Linked DNA regions of Sus scrofa: region 2 is linked to region 1. A link is a contact called in public HiChIP or PLAC-seq data. All regions are on one chromosome and are shown on one strand. Each heading gives the region's core, a stretch centred on a gene start, on an enhancer-like site or on the middle of the called end of the contact. The rest is flanking DNA. Distances are from core to core; before and after follow the strand shown. Region 1 holds the start of ACTL6A (actin-like protein 6A). Region 2 overlaps GNB4 (guanine nucleotide-binding protein subunit beta-4).

The links. HiChIP or PLAC-seq counts read pairs in DNA pulled down with a chosen protein or histone mark.
Region 2: an H3K27ac HiChIP or PLAC-seq map of alveolar macrophages shows a contact between it and region 1, with 5 times the contacts expected there. The contact joins the enhancer-like site here to the promoter of ACTL6A in region 1. A contact is called at or near these places in 21 of 47 Hi-C or Micro-C datasets (adipocytes, alveolar macrophages, blood and 13 more) and 1 of 2 datasets of contacts at active chromatin or transcription factors (alveolar macrophages).

What each region holds. Positions count from the first base shown.
Region 1 is chr13:117,596,831-117,599,684 of Sscrofa11.1, forward strand. It overlaps ACTL6A (actin-like protein 6A), which reads left to right and starts at 1,585. Exons shown (of 14, transcript XM_003132545.5): 1 at 1,585-1,807. The coding sequence starts at 1,783.
Region 2 is chr13:117,496,554-117,499,301 of Sscrofa11.1, forward strand. The region is part of intron 1 of GNB4 (guanine nucleotide-binding protein subunit beta-4); the gene reads right to left. Among named protein-coding and RNA genes, the nearest start is that of GNB4, 15 kb to the right of the region's middle. Within about 2 kb of position 1,393, at least 4 of the 83 cell types and tissues checked have an H3K27ac peak or open chromatin away from gene starts, as enhancers often do. A contact at or near this core is called in alveolar macrophages, where this site is marked.

The DNA of each region.
Region 1 (2,854 bases), core at 335-2,834:
CGAAGCCAGGGCTTGAACCTGCACCCTCATGAATACTAGTCAGGTTCATTTCTGCTGAGCCACGACAAGAATTCCATATATCTTATTTTATAACTCATCGGCTTTATTAAACACAACATAAAAACAGAGTGGAGACAGAATTTTATTTACAGTATGTATGTATGTATCTGCAGTGAGAACTGTAATCATGGGGCCACAGTTAACCCAGAGTACTTTGTGCATGGTACTAGATGTGTTAGATGTGTTACATGCATTGTCACTGGGGTCAGGAAACTCTCCCTATAAGTGATCCAATAGTAAATATAGCCTCCAGCTATGGCCTCTGTACTAAAACTCAACACTGCCCTTCAGACAAAAAAGCAGCCACAAACATATTCCAGTAAAACAGCTTATCATTAGATAAATGTGAATTTTACATAATTTTCACGTCACGAAATATTTTTCTTAAAATTATTAATTTTTTTTTAACTGGAACAGTCATTAATAGCTCAACAGCCACACAAAAACAAAGTAGTCTGGATTTGGCCCTGGGGCCATAGTTTGCTGACTTCTGCATTGTCTCATTGGGTAAACGGGAATTTCTAAATGATCAGGTATACTGCCATTACACTAAGTAAATAGGGAAGGGTTTTCTCCCTAACCTTGTTCCCCACCCTACTATCACTTTCAGCCTTGCTGCTGGCACTGAGACTGATGCGGCTTTATTCAACTGTTCTTAAGATAAGAGGTACCTATATGTCTAGACTCTAGGCAGACCAAGAACCATGAAGACATACAACTGATCTTAAGAATTTTAGCTGGAGCGACATGACCATGCTTTGGGTATTTTCATAAATCAAGCCGCCTGCAAAATGGCTAAAAGGGCAAGGCGACAAGTTATTGTAGTAATCCAGAGGAGCGACAACGGTGATCTGTACCAGTAGAAATAGACAGGTTGGAGATGTATTTAGGATTAGGTGATCGCTTGGAGGAGGATTGACTATATTGCTTTACACCTGGCTCAGAGGATAAAAGAAATTTATGACACTTTGAAAAACAACTTGTAAAGTGCTACCTAAATTTAGCGGGATACTGTATCATTCCCTTCTTTCAACTATTCATAACCATTTAAAAAACTTCACGGTCCTATCGGTTTGTCCGATTTACAGATTCTCCCTACCCCAAACTGGCGCATGGCACGTTAATATTTTCAACATAAATTCGTTGAAAATAGCTTTAAAAAAATTCTTCATTCACCAATATCCAAAGCCGTCGGAACTATCGCATGGAGAGGATTCCAGACCCCCTTCTAGAGGTTTATCTGGATTTGCCGGATTCCCACCGCTCCTCCACGCGCAGCCTCACCCCCTGGTCCGGCCCCATACTCTTGCCGACAGCCTGCCTCCTCCCTCTCCCGCTCCCTCCGCCCCACTCTCGGGCCCTTTCGGGAAGCTCCGCCCCCCCCAGTTCCGCAACTCAACTCCTCTCCTTCCGTCGCTTTCCATTCTCCCCGCCCCCATGGCTGTTTTCAATTGGCTAAACTGGCTGTGCCGCGACGGGGAGCGCGGCAGAGCCTCGTTCTTATTGGTTGAAATATAGCCGGGCCTCTTGTGATTGGCTGCTAAGGGGAGCCAGCAAGTGTGACTGCGCTCCGGGGTGTGTGGACGCCGCTTTGTTGCCTGAGGGGGGTGGCGGTGGAAGTTAAGAGGGTCGGGGGCTAGAGCGTCTCCGGATCTGTAGTCGCGGCGGTTGCGGTCGCTTCGCCTGGTGTCCTTTAGCGTAGGAGTCGCGTCAACAGCAGCCATGAGCGGCGGGGTGTACGGGGGAGGTGAGTGAGTGCGGCTGCTCGAGAGCGCGCCTTTTTAGCGTGTGGGGTTCGTAACCGCCGCCCCCAGCCCTCCCCTCCCCTCCCCTCCCCGGCGGCCCTTCCGGTCTCCCCCTCTCGGGACCCCGGCCTCCCCGCCCCATCCCCGCCCCGCGCTTTGCCCGCCCCCGGAGCCCACCCGGCTCCACGATCGCCCCGGGCGCCCGGAGTCGCCGCCCCCTGGGGCCTCTTCCAGTTTCCGCCCGCCGGGGAACCGGTTTTTGGGGGTGCACGCCGCCCCGGGGCTGGGCGGACAGCTCCCCTCGGGGGCCCGGCCCGGCGAGCCGCGACTGGATTGGCCGGCTCAGGGGCTCTTCTCAGGCAGTCGGCTCTGTTGGGGTGTGCGTGCTTGCGTGTTTAAACTTGGGAGGTCCCGGCAGTTAGCTAGTGTGGACCGCGGGTTTTCGCGGCGTCGGGGAGATGGCAAAGCGAGCCGCGAGGGTTGGAACTGATTGGAGGAGTGGCGGCCACTCCGGACGCAGCCTCCTCTCCGTCCGCGCTCCGCACTCATGCTGCCTCACCTTTCAATAACTCCTGCATATATGTTGACTGTGGATTCTCCAGAGTTATTCGTGGGCGGGTCTGCTCAGGGTTAGTATAGAGATATGGGTAATTTAAGAATGAGTGGGGTGCGCGGTATAGTGAAAGATTTCCGCGGGCTGGGGCTTACATCCACCTGGGTTGTAATATCAGCCTCACTTTTTATTAAACTCTTTGCCTTGGGCAAGTTGTTTAACTTTTCCCAACTTCAGACGATTCGTTTGTGGAATGAAAATTCCTACCCATTGGGATGATTGTGAAGGTTAAGGGGGGGTAATGCTACACTTGCTACTCAAAGTATGAGCCAAAGATCAATAGCATCAGCTTCACTTGTAAGCTCTTTAGAAAATACTGAATTAGAGCCTCCGTTTTTTTGCAAGATACCTAGGTGAAGCACTGAGTTATATGATTTCCTAACCCAAAATGTTGGTCTTGTTGTTGTGTTTAGTAAGGATATTGTTTCTGAAGAGG
Region 2 (2,748 bases), core at 143-2,642, 100 kb before region 1:
CTGAATAGCATTGAGAACTTTGTCTAGATACTCATGTTGCAACAGAAGAAAGGGTGGGGGGAAAAAATGTAATTGTAATGTATACATGTAAGGATAACCTGACCCCCTTGCTGTACAGTGGGAAAATAAAAAAACTTATTAAAAAAAAAATCATCAGAAGGGTACAGCGTAATAGTCAAGGAATTTCACCAATAATGATTTTTACTTAAGATCAAATTGGAGCTGTTTATCACAATCACTGAAGTGGTACTGAAATTACTAGCTAAAGCAATTTTAAGCTAATAACTTAGCAGAAATTAGTTTGATATAAGCACAGTGCTCTTTCAATTACTATAAATTCTTGACTAAGTTTTTTAATATGAATATTTGATTCATTTAACACATTTTAAATAGCTTGATCATATAGTAAAAGCATTGTTAGTTGAGCAGAAAGCAGCATATTAGTTATCTTTTTAAAAGTTCAGCTGTACCAGTTAGAAATATCAAAAAATACCAATGAGCCATTGTACTCAAGCCAATTAATTAAATAAAATGGAAAAAAATACAGTTGCACAATTCAAACAGCCTTGTCTTTCCACTTCTTAAAATGTCCCTAGTTTACTAAAGCAAGGCATTATGCAGTTGTACAATTATATGCTGTGTTAGTGAATAGCTGTTTTAATCTACAGGAGACAAAGACATAGAAGTACTAATAGCTACTAATAATTTTCATATGGATCATGAAAACTCATTTAAGACGTGAAAGAATATTTTAAACTATACTTTAAAAATTTAAGCATAAACTACTTTTGCTTATTAGAAGTCTATTCCTCAAAAAAGTTAATTTTAAGTTTGCTATAATTAAATTCTCTAATTGTTTTTCTCTTTGCAATCCTGATTTATAATTCCTATGATTTTTAAAAAAAAATTTTATTAAAAACTCTGAACCCATAATGAATCAGTTATGGTATTAAAGCTTTCATGATCATTCTCACCAAGGAATTTAAAAACACACTTGCTTACCCACCCCAAATAGTCTTCTAATTACAGATAGTCCCATGTGGCCTTCCCTCCTTCCTTCTTTCCTTCCTTCCCTCCCTCCCTTCCTTCCTCTCTCCCTCCCCCTCCCTTTTTTTTGGTCTTTTTAGGGCCATACCTGTGGCATGAGGAAATTCCCAGGCTAGGGGTCCAATCAGAGCTGTAGCTGCCAGCCTACACCACAGACACAGCAACACCAGATCTGAGCTGCATCTGCCACCTACACCACAGCTCATGGCAACGCTGGATCCTTAACCCAATGATCGAGACCAGGGATCAAACCCGCATCCTCTTGGATACTAGTTGGGTACGTTATCACTGAGCCACGATGGCAACCCCCCTACATGGCTTTCTTTCTCAAGAAGTTAGCCAAAAATCTAGAGCTGTATGGGGCAAGTGGATAAGCGGAAAAGAGAAGTTAGAGATGCTGACACTGCAGTACAGGCATTTAGTTTTGCTTTTTTATTTTGCTACCAAATTTCTCATTACACTGAACATTTTTAAGTGTTCCAAAAATAACGCAATACAGCCTCTTGTGAACTGAAGGGAGTCTGTTTTGTCTGTGTTCCAGGAAAAAAAAAATAAGGTGCTGCTCTCAAGTCTGTTGCCCTTCACCTTCTAGTATGTTCTGGTATAGTTCATTCTCCCACCAAACATTTACTGAAAGCCTAGTACATGCCAAGAACGGGGTTACACATGAATTAGACAGAGGCCCAGTTCTCCAGGAGTTTACAGTCTGAAGAAAAACAGACATTTACATGCATATTCACATAGGTCTATAATCTATCACCCTAAGCCTGAAGGGCCTGCATTTCAGAATTTGGGAGTTTACAGACTTTAAAAAGGTGAATTTATCACATATTTCATAAAACCCCAACTGGACTCTAGGGCAGTAGCCACATAATCCAGGAGTACTTCTGCAGCCAAACATAATAAGCATAGTCACAACTAGGTGGGGAAAAAATACACTAGCAACAGTTTCATGTTAGTTCAAGTCAGGATGTGGCACCAAATGAGTTCAAATCACAGAAAGTTTTGCTCTAAATGATATATGAAGAAACCTGCAGTTTCAAAGTATTTTGAATCTCCAAATTGTGGGTAAGATTCTTGACCTGTAATACATAAGAGAAGGGTTACCTGGATGACCTGTGAAATTAAAAGACACTCATGTATTTAGCCTATCAAGAGATGACATTTACTGAGCACTTACTATGTAAGAATGCTCACAACTCTTCACAATAACTCATTTAACAACCTCAAATGATAAGTGCTAATATCATCCTTATTTTTCAGATGAGGAAACACTTTATAAAGGTCGTGAACCTTACCCAAGTTCATACAACCTAACAAACTAGGAATATGACTATACTTATTGTGTGATCCCAGAACCTGTTTAACTTCTGAGTCTCAATATCCTCAGCCATACATTAGAGAAACTAACGTCTACTGCAAGTGATTATTTTAGGGATTAAATAACACACATTAACCAAATGTCCTTGGAATTTTAAGTCAGATTTAATGTGGGCTGGTAAGGGAAATATATGAAGAAGCTATAATCATAAACACTACTCAGGCCAATATTCACAACTGTTGATGGATCAATAGACATAATACAATAATACTTTACACAGCAAAGGAAAATAAAATTATTACCAAAAATAACTCTGTTCATGGCCTCAGTATCTCAATTCGCCTGCAATGTAACCACTGCTTTCTCTCTGCAGCAACTTG